Regions from separate parts of the Gossypium hirsutum genome. Here region 1 is linked to region 2. Evidence: chromatin contacts called from public Hi-C data. All regions are on one chromosome and are shown on one strand. Each heading gives the region's core, a stretch centred on a gene start, on an enhancer-like site or on the middle of the called end of the contact. The rest is flanking DNA. Distances are from core to core; before and after follow the strand shown.

The links. A called contact is a pair of places that touch in the nucleus more often than the background predicts.
Region 1: a contact with region 2 is called in a Hi-C map of leaf, with 1.8 times the contacts expected there. The contact joins the promoter of LOC107946037 here to the promoter of LOC107946033 in region 2. A contact is called at or near these places in 4 of 34 Hi-C or Micro-C datasets (leaf and petal).

The regions. Positions count from the first base shown.
Region 1 is chrD12:43,971,228-43,976,726 of Gossypium_hirsutum_v2.1, forward strand. LOC107946037 (probable protein disulfide-isomerase A6) reads left to right here and starts at 1,513. Exons shown (of 11, transcript XM_016880217.2): 1 at 1,513-1,920; 2 at 2,265-2,349; 3 at 2,473-2,570; 4 at 2,695-2,750; 5 at 2,897-3,014; 6 at 3,145-3,172; 7 at 3,264-3,352; 8 at 3,455-3,611; 9 at 3,698-3,822; 10 at 3,952-4,051; 11 at 4,649-5,053. The coding sequence starts at 1,772. The coding sequence ends at 4,720. LOC121224137 (a long non-coding RNA gene) reads right to left here and starts at 599. Exons shown (of 3, transcript XR_005921676.1): 1 at 1-599. LOC107946038 reads right to left here. Exons shown (of 3, transcript XM_016880218.2): 3 at 5,005-5,499. The coding sequence ends at 5,147.
Region 2 is chrD12:43,842,614-43,848,310 of Gossypium_hirsutum_v2.1, forward strand. It overlaps LOC107946033 (probable beta-D-xylosidase 2), which reads left to right and starts at 1,984. Exons shown (of 5, transcript XM_016880213.2): 1 at 1,984-2,488; 2 at 3,464-3,742; 3 at 4,538-4,707; 4 at 4,777-5,225; 5 at 5,313-5,697. The coding sequence starts at 2,078.

The DNA.
Region 1 (5,499 bases), core at 263-2,762, 130 kb after region 2:
ATTATCACAGTAAGACTTTATCTTCAACAAGAACTCTTTCATAGCCAAATCACCCTTACGTTGAGAGTGCAAGGCACAACGATAGAATATCAGTCGAGAAGTAGTTTTCTGACATATAACGCCACAATAGCATTCCAAATCTGAGCACTGGTGTCGAGGCCAATGAGATGATGAAGAACATCTTGACTTACCGAGGACAGAAGTCAGGAAGCAAGAGCACTATCTTGTTGTTCAAACCTAGTGAACTCAACATTTTCTTGAGGCACATCATCATCATCTGGAACCATCGAAGGAGGTGGTACAATATACAAGTCAAGAAAGCTTTGAAGCTTATAAGCTTTGACTGCCAACAGAACCTATTGCCGCCATAAAAAAGGTAGTTGGAGTCATCAAGAAGAATACTAACCTTCTTGGTAGAGAAGAACCTACTATCAATAACACCATTGGTGAAATTAGACGCCATCGTGGGAGTAGCAGATTGAACAACGGATGGACTTAATGGTAGATCCATGCAACAAAACAAAAACTTAAAACATCAATCCCAGGATGAGATGGACATCTGATACAATGTTGAATTATACTCAAGAACTATAACATTGAATGAGTATAATAAGCTTCATTGAAAAATTATAATGAGCTGATACATGCATTTATAGTAACAGATGAGTACTGTAACTTCTTTAACAACCTAACTGTTAGCTTAACAGAAGACTAACTAATAACTAACTTTCTTTTATTAACAGCTACTTTAACAGTCTTAAACATTGATAACAACTGCCTTCCATGTTCCTTTGCTACTGAAACAAGAGACCATATCTTTTTTTAATGTGAATTTTCCCGAAGGCTTTGGGGATTGATTTTGGTTCTCTGTGGTATTACAAGACCTATTGGGACTTGGTTTCAAGAGTTTGCATTCTCAAACTTGAAAGAATGTTTCTCATAGTTTGCATTCTCAAACTTCCATTGACTGCATTTATACATATCATTTGGAGTGAGTGGAACGACAGACTCTTTAGCAAATCTTCTCTTTTTAAACCTTTAATTATTCAAATTTCTTCTTTTTTACATTTCAATCCATGACAAATAAATCATATTCAACTCATGAGTTCATAATATTTATCTCTACATCTTTTATTCCTTATTGGATATAAACTTAACCTATTAGATAATGGGGGATTTTATTTTCAATTTCTGATGGGAAGAATGTGTAAGTGTTGAGGATTAAATGTGTAAATATACCAATTAAAAAAACCACACCATTTTTATTGGAGAATGGTTTTATTATTATTTTTAGTTTTCATTGAAAAGTATATAAAATGGGTTTTGGCCCAATCCTACATAACTAATTGGGTTAAGACTTAAGACAGTCCTTTGTAAACAAAGGTATTGGGCTACGGCGGCTCCAAGCCTAAAACTCCTCCACGACAATCGAACCTATCACAGCATGCCACGTCATTATAAACACGTCACTGAGCCTACGCTTTACCAATAGCCATGGAGCGTATCATATCCGCGCATCATCGTACAACAATACACCAATATACTACTCATGATTTTCAGTTCAACAATTCAAAATTCGCCACGTCATCACATAGTCCCTGTTTTTCAAAGTATCGTCCTTGGATAAATTTATCCAAAAAGAAAAGACTTATTTTATATAAAAAAGTAGAAATTAAAAAAAAAAAACCAACCGGCTAGCACTTGCTATAATAAAGAAACCAGAGGGAGATTCAAACAGAGGAAGAAGAAGAAGAAGAAGAGAGAAAAAAAAATGAAGTCTCAGATCTGTTTAGCCTTTGGAACTCTGGCCTTGTTGTTAGCTTCAGCTTTGGCCGATGACGTCGTCGTACTGACCGAAGCGAACTTCGATAAGGAAGTTGGTCAAGATAGAGGAGCTCTCATCGAGTTCTATGCTCCTTGGTAAATAATTTTTCTATCGCCTATTGTTTTTCATTTCTTTTTTAGATTAGTGTTTATGTTGTATATTTTTGATATTTTAGAGTAGATCCTCATTAATCGATCGTTAGATCTATCTTCAGCAAGTCATAGTTGAACATCGGTTGTTTTCTCTTATTCATTTTTTTGGTTCTGATGTTTGTTTCTTAGGATCATACTCTCTAGGTCACTGAATTGTTGCTAAAGATATTCCTCTTTTTTTTGTTTTGAATTTGGTATACTTCTGAGTATGGATTTAGATTATGGAAAAAACTTAAGATCCAGCTAGTTATATTCTGAATATATGTTATTTTGATTTCGGACTACAGGTGTGGACACTGTAAGAAGCTAGCTCCTGAGTACGAGAAGCTCGGGGCAAGTTTTAAGAAGGCTAAATCCGTCTTGATTGGAAAGGTTTGTGATTTATAATTACATAGCTTTGCTTGTTGATTTATGAATTATTGTTTATCGAGGCTTTTCGAATTGTGAAATTTTTTTACTATAATGAAGTTTTTTTCTTGCTATTGCTATGTGTAGGTGGATTGTGATGAACATAAGAGTTTATGCAGCAAATATGGTGTTCAAGGCTACCCAACTGTTCAATGGTTTCCTAAAGGCTCTTTGGAACCTAAAAAGTGAGTATAAATTAACATGTTGGAACAGATCTTTTGACAGTTAGGTCTTGTTTTATGTTTAGTTTCTTTTACTCATATTTTTATTTAAACCATGGTCTTAGTAAATCAAAATTGTTTTACCTAGGTATGAAGGACCACGCACGGCTGAGGCACTTGCTGAATTTGTTAACACTGAAGAAGGTACATATGTCTTTTTCCTTCCGAAGAATTTTCCTATTGTGGTCTGCCATTACTTCTTTCTTGTGTGTGGTTGACTTTCTGAATGTAGATTGATACCCAAAATAGTCAAAACACAATATGATTTTGCTAAACTGATGTATTGACAGGGACTAATGTGAAGATAGCCACTTTGCCATCCAATGTTGCAGTGCTAAATGCGGATAATTTTGATGAGATTGTCCTTGATGAAACCAAAGATGTGTTGGTTGAGTTTTATGCACCTTGGTAAGCGTGTTTTTTTTTCTTGGGTTGGTAATATTACTGTTTTGGAGGGAAACCGAAGGGCTTTTTCTAGTTCCATCTCCCTTTTTATATGAACTTGTTTTGACCAAGTTCTGGGTTGGTTTTCTGCCAGGTGTGGCCATTGCAAAAACCTTGCTCCTGTAAGCATCTATCTTTGTTTAATAAAGTAGGCATTATTCTTTTGGTACAAGTGGGGATCTGCATTCTAAACCTTTGTTTTTGTCTCTACAGACCTATGAAAAGGTAGCAACGGCATTTAAATCGGAAGATGTAGTGATAGCTAATCTAGATGCTGACAAATACAGGGATCTAGCTGAAAAGTAAGCATGGAGTTATCCAACAAGCTCGGTTTTATTTTATGAAGTGTTTGTTAACAATTAGGGAGTTATCAGTGGGTTTTAAGGCCTATGCTTTTGTTGCAGGTATGGAATAAGTGGGTTTCCAACATTGAAATTCTTCCCTAAAGGTAACAAAGCTGGCGAAGACTACGACGGTGGCAGGGATTTAGATGACTTTGTTTCTTTCATCAACGAGAAATGTGGGACCAGTCGTGATGCAAAAGGGCAGTTAACTTCAATGGTTGGTAGCTCATATGTAGGCTGGTACACCATATTTGTCATCAATACTTCTATATGGATTAATTGTTCTCGTTTTTCTTTGCATAGGCTGGTATTTTGTCAAGTTTGGATGCATTAGTGAAGGAGTTTGTGGCTGCTTCTGCCGACGAGAAGAAAGCAGTCTTCTCCAAGATTGAAGAGGAAGTTGAGAAGCTCAAGGGTTCTACCGCGAGGTATTCATTTAGTTTTTCAATATTAAGCTCCAAAGGAGAACTCATCAGTACCTATTTTCCATTTTAAAATTTTGTGTCAAAGGACTAATATTATTTCTATGTATAAATGTTCATATTGCTGGTTGTCAGGCATGGAAAGATATACTTGAAAGCTGCTAAAAGCTGTTTAGAGAAAGGTGCTGACTACCCCAACAAGGAAATTGAGCGGCTGCAGCGCATGCTTGACAAGGTAAAGAGTTACTATTGTAATAGAAGTACATATGGTGAGTGGTTTGACTGTTACAGTTAATTAACAGGATGGTGCCCTGAATCATCTTTGCCATATCTTAATAAGGGTCATTTACAATAATGTTTGTAAGCTATTTGAGATCAACTAGAAGAAACTCGAATTCAATTCGGTAATTATTGAGCTGAGTAGCTCGAGCTATCAGTCGAGCCGAATTCGAACACTATAATGGCTTGATTTGAATGGCTAACGAGCCTAATCGAGCTATTCATTTCAATATATCTCTATATTAGGAAATTGCATTTTTACCCTCATGTTGAAGGAGCTCAAGTGTGAATGAGTTAATCGAGATTGAGCTACTCAAAGCTCAATTTTGTTTCGAGTCGAGCTCGATTTTAGAAATTGATGTTCGATTGAGCTCAACTTGAGTATCAAAACCTAGCTCAACTTGAGTATCAAAACCTTGAGTTTCAAGTCGAGCTTGAGGTTGCCAGTATTTGGGATCCACTTGGCTCTACACCGTTAGTTGCCAACGGTTAAAATATTCAGTGGTGATTGTTCTGAACCATGAGTTTTTTTTTTTTTTTGTTCTTGATGCAGTCACTAAGCCCAGCAAAAGCTGATGAATTCACGATCAAGAAGAACATCCTATCAACATTTGCATCTTCTTAGATCAATGTATTTCACCTCGTCTAGTGCTGCGGTGGGTTCAAGTTTCATCGACGTTTTCAAGGACTGGGAACATCTTAGCGTTTTATGTTTTGGGTATCTTTCAGCAGCAAATCGCTAGGCCTTGATTAGGACTTGAGCACCATTTGCGTGCCGCAGCACCAGTAACTAGTAAAAGTTCTTATGATGGAATTCTCTCCTAAAACTAGTTTTGACCAGTGATTTCACTCGGCATTTATTCGAATTTTTGCTCCTGTTTTTACTATTATAGATTTCCTGGAAACTTATTTTGAATTAAACCAATATATAGATGTGAAATAACACGTTTAAACAGTAGACTGATTTTACAAAGGTTCCGTAGGCCAGATTTTGAGAAAAGCATGTGAAACAAGAGGGTGAACGATGATGGAAGACCTCTAATCACCGTATTCATCCACTTTCACTATGCAAAGATTTCTCTTGGCTAAATTCAGGCTTTGAGATGCCCAATGTAGAACACTCCTCAATCTGATATTCTCTATCCTCAACTGGCGTTTCAAATGATGACGGACTGGAAGGTTGTGTTCTCATCTGCACGGACCGCAAGAGTGCTGCCCTCCGTAAGTCAGCTGAGTGGCAGATATCACTCGGTGAGGATGGGATCCGTCCCTCTGAATCCGAGCCTCTTTGGCGTGGCTGAGAACAACCGATGGTGCTGACATTACCGTGCAAAGGGTATGAACTAGTTGAAGGAGCAGAGGTGACACCATTCGCTGGTCTTTGATATCGGTATGGAGAACCAG
Region 2 (5,697 bases), core at 734-3,233:
ATTTATTTTATTTAGCCCCTCCGCCTTTTAATGTTTTTGTAATTAAGTTTTTTTTTCTTAATTTACCCTTTTATTTATTTTTATTTCAATTGGGTCTAAGTTGAACGGCGTTGTTTTAGAGGAGAAGGGAAAATTTCCCTTCCAGCCCCTCTATGTAATTCACGCGTTCAAATTAATCCTTTTACTTTTATTTATTTGCGGATTTACCCTTGTTTTTTTACTTCCGACCCAATTTAGTCCTTTCTCATATTTTTCTTAAAATCAGTATTTCTAATTTTTTTATGAAATTATTATTATTATATGTATATATATAAATATGTTTCTTTTGCATGTATTTACACCTTAAAAAAACTAATATTTTTCGTATATTTTAGACACATGTTTTATTAATTTTGATATTATCTTAATTATTTTAAACTTATATATTTTCATGGATGTATGTATATATTTTTTATTTATTTCAGTTATTTGTCTATTAATTTATGTTTACATATATTTTTTATTATCTTGTCCATTTATTTGATATTTTGCAGGCCATTATTTTACTTATTTGTTCATATATTTGCATTATTTCTATGCCATCGTAGTATTTATTATTGCATTATATATTTAATATAGCATAACATTACATTTTTTACTCGATTTTTAAAATCAAACTTTTTCAAAATGGATATTCTTTTAATTAAAATAAAAACTCATTATTGGGAATTCAACACGTTGTGTCCTAACGTATTGGATGTGACGCATTGATTTCTCGAAATGAATATTTTTTTTAAAAATCATGAAGGAAATATTCCGAGTTTGAGATTCTAAAGGAATTGTGCCCTAACATATTGGGTGTGATTTCTTAAATCTTGGATAAGTGGATGTTCTTTTAAAGTAAAGGAAATATTCCAAGTTTAGGATTCTAAAGGGATCATGCCCTAACGTATTGGGTGTGATTTCTTAAATCTTGGATGAGTGGATGTTCTTTTAAAGTTTTATTGTATAAGTATTCTGATCTAATTCATTTTGGGGGAAATTAGAATGTTGTGCCCTAACGTATTGGGTGTGGCATTTTTGCTTCTCTAAATTGAAAAGGGTCTTAATATGCAACGTTTTAAGTTTTTAAAGATTATATTTTTAAAATTTTCGACCTTAAGACATTAATTAATTAACTATGTACCAATTTTTGGGCGTAATGAGGGTGCTAATCCTTCCTCATACGTAATCGACTCCCGGACCCGTTCTTCTAAAATTCGTAGACCAAAGTCGTTTTTAGGTGACCCAATCACACCTTAATAAAAGATTGGTGGCGACTCCCAACTTTCATTTTCTTTTTTTTTAAGTCGACAACCTAAAATTTATTGTTTTCAAAAAAAATGGTTTCGACAGTAACAATGTTTTTATTTGACATGTTTAATTTTTTTTAATTTAACTCGAACAATTTCACTTGATTCAAAAATTTTCAAATTATGTTAGGATGATAAAATAGGATTTGTGAACTCAAAATTTTTTTACTTGATTTGATCAAACGCTCACCCTTAAATAGGAGGATATTGCGCTTTAGCGCACTCAAACCCATGTTCTCCTGCATAAGCAATAATACTCATGTCAATTAAGCTAATACTCAAACATCAATTCTATTATTTATTTTCATTTTAAAATGATAACAATAATAAAAATTGGACGTAAATCTCTTTTTGTTTAAAGAATTACAAACGGTGAAATCTTAATAAATAAATAAAATGTGTCAGTGGTAACATGGGACTTTTGCACTTTCAAAAACATCACTCCTTCCCACCTTTTTTATGAAAATAAAAATTATTTTAACTAATGTTATGTGACATATTACTGCGCCCATAAATAAAATTCAGAATTAAAAACTAAAATATTCAAGTGATTAATATATTTTTTTTCCTTAAAGGCAACATGTGGGCATGGCATGTAATGATCAAAAAGTTGAGTCCCATTACATTACATTACCAATTGCCATTGTTTAGCCCAAAGTTTCCACCTTTATAAATACCATACAATTCCCCTTCATTAGCCTTTGTACCATAAACAATAACCCACTTTCAATTTCAGAAAAACGAAAATGGGTATTGGCAGCCTCACATTGCCTTCACCACCTCAATTCGTTATCCTCTCCCTTCTTCTCTTGTGTGCTTTTGGTGAAGCCGTTGATCCATTTGCTTGTGACCCGAAAGATGCGGTGACGGCTGGTTTTCCTTTTTGCAAGGTTTCGATGCCGATGTCGGATAGAGTGAATGACCTTGTAGGGAGGTTGACGTTGCAAGAAAAAGTAAGGTTGTTGATAAACGGTGCGGCACCAATTCCACGGTTGGGGATCAAAGGGTATGAATGGTGGTCGGAAGCTCTTCATGGGGTCTCTGATGTGGGTCCTGGGACTAAGTTCGGTGGGGCATTCCCTGGTGCTACTAGCTTCCCTCAAGTAATCTCGACTGCTGCTTCTTTCAATGCTACGTTATGGGAAGCTATTGGACGAGTAAGTTCTTTTTTTTTTTGTCATCTTAAAGATTAAAAAAATTAAAATAATATTGTTGATTACTTTTCACTCTCTCCTAAGTAGTGATATCTATATATTTATATGATATAAATATTATTAATTGATATGACATGTTAGGTAAATTTTATGCATATATACGTATTTATAAGGTCTTATACATATATAATTTTACAAAAAAATAAACTCAGTAAATTCATTACAATTCAACTCAATTCAATTAAGTTTTAGACCGGTAATGATAATTATATTTAATTGGACTTTTATATCATTGGGTATATGTAGAATTATTTTAGGGAAAAAAGGTGACAAGTGGATTGAATGATAGTTTTATGAGCCATTGAGAAGTTAACTTTGTATGACATAGCCTCTACTATTAGACTGGTAGATATGTCAGCTTTGTCAACTGTGGATTTAAAAAATTGCAGTATGCTTCATTTCTTTTTATATTTCATTATACTTCGACAGATAGTCATACCTCAGCATTATTAGATGAAGTAATGTTATCCATAAAGCTATCATCATCTTCTAAATTTGATGATTAAGTCCTAATTTAATTAGTGTGTATTATTATCTATATAAGAAGATGTAAATTTAAATATGTTAAAGTGTATTATCTTTCTATTTATAAATTAAGAGTTATAAATAATTTTAAGAACAAATATGATCATATACTAAATTTTTAAATATGTATTAGATATTTGTGTTTCACACTTGATACAAATAGATTAAAGATTATAAACGTCCTGGCTAGCTTTATGCTTTTCTTGAACTCCAAGACAAAGAAGGTAAGATCCATGTCTCGCAATTTGCTCATTTCACAGTGTTATGATTGGTTCACAAAATCATCAAGTGGAATCATTATTATTGGATAGCATTCCAGGCAACTTGCAAGCGTAATTTTACCACAAAAATAATATAAATAATTAATGTGTTTTATGGGATGGGCGGCGGCAGGTGGTGTCGGATGAGGCAAGGGCTATGTACAACGGTGGATCAGCTGGACTCACGTATTGGAGCCCGAATGTCAACATATTTAGGGACCCACGGTGGGGCCGTGGACAGGAGACGCCTGGTGAAGATCCGGTTCTGGCCGGTACATATGCAGCCTATTACGTGAAGGGATTACAGGGAAATGACGGTGATAGGTTGAAAGTGGCGGCGTGTTGTAAGCACTTCACTGCCTATGATCTCGATAACTGGAATGGTGTTGATAGGTTCCACTTTAATGCTCAGGTCAGTTCACTTTTTGGTAAAATCTGATAAAAGGTCCCTCTTGCAAAACTATAAGGGCAAGGATTAAAGTGATCCATTTAATTTGATAAGATTCTTACAATATAAGGATCTGTGAAGCAATTTTACTGTTAAGCTTTTTTACTAGGATATGTACTTTATTAGTTTTCTAACTTTCATATGATATTGATGGGTGTAGTGCAATTATGGACTGGGGGTATGGATATTGTAAATAGTGACCATTAATTTTTAGTGATAAGATCACCTTGGAAATTGTAGCCGTAGTTTTGAAGATGTAGGTGAATGGGGCCAAACTTGGGATTTTACCAGCTGGAATAATCAATTTTCTCCTCAACCACCTTGTTTCATTTTTGTTTTTTTTATTTATTATAATTTAATTTTTACTAATATTGTTAAATTTTAAATTGAAACGGGATGAAACGGAAATGAATGTATCTAATACCTACGGAGATAATGATGATTTTCAATATTATAATTCATTAATAAAACGAAATAAATGGTGGAGTAAAACGTAGCATTTATAACGCAATAAGATCATGAATTTAAATAAAGAAAGCTGAAATATGGACCACAAAGGATGGCATATTCTCGACTGTCTAAATTAAATCTTTGTCTGATATCATTTAAATATATTAAATCTTTTTATCCAAATGCTCTGCTTTTGTCCGGTTCCTTCCAGAAAAAAACTTCAGACAATGAAACAAAGGGAAAGATTTATAATAATAAAATAAGACAGGCTTGTTCGATTCTCACGTGGGTTCTCACACGTTTATGCAGGTAAGCAAACAAGACATAGAGGACACATTTGATGTACCCTTCAAAATGTGTGTACAAGATGGCAATGTAGCCAGTGTAATGTGCTCTTACAATGAAGTTAATGGTGTCCCTACCTGTGCCGATCCTAATCTCCTGCGAAACACGGTACGAGGTCAATGGAAACTCGATGGGTAAGTCAACCATTTTAAGACAGATCAGTTTAATGATCCCTGTTTTTCATGTTGGTCTGGTTTTTACAGGTACATTGTTTCAGACTGTGATTCAGTTGGTGTGTTTTATAATACCCAACATTACACAACAACACCGGAACAAGCAGCTGCTGATGCCATTAAAGCTGGTTTGGATTTGGATTGTGGACCATTTTTGGCACAACATAGTGAAGATGCTGTGAAGCAAGGGTTGTTGAATGAGGTTGATATTAATAATGCTTTAGTTAACACCCTTAGAGTTCAAATGAGACTCGGTATGTTCGACGGTGAGCCGTCTGTGCAACCGTTTGGGAAGTTAGGACCGAAAGACGTGTGCACTCCTTCGAACCAAGAGCTAGCGTTGGAAGCTGCGAGACAGGGGATTGTTTTGCTTAAAAACAGCGGTGTTTCGTTGCCTTTGTCTCATCGACGTCACCGAACGGTTGCCGTTATCGGGCCTAATTCCGATGCTACTGTTAGCATGATTGGAAACTATGCGGGTACACCATTATGATAATGATTTTGTTTCCTTTTGTTGTTAATGGGATATGGACAATTGAACTTATGTATTAATGTTTAATGATTAGGTGTTGCTTGTGGATACACTTCTCCTTTGCAAGGAATAGGGAGCTATGTGAAAACGATTCACCAACTCGGATGTGCCAATGTTGCTTGTCGAGATGACAAGTTATTTAGTGCCGCGATTGATGCTGCTCGTCAAGCAGACGCGACGGTTCTAGTAATGGGGCTCGATCAATCGATTGAAGCCGAATTCAGAGATAGAACAGGGTTGCTTTTGCCAGGGCGCCAACAGGAACTTGTTTCAAAAGTAGCCAAGGCTTCCAAGGGTCCGACGGTTCTGGTTTTAATGTCAGGTGGGCCTATCGATGTTTCTTTCGCTAAAAATGACCCTCGTATTGGTGCCATTTTGTGGGCTGGTTATCCAGGCCAAGCAGGAGGGGCCGCTATAGC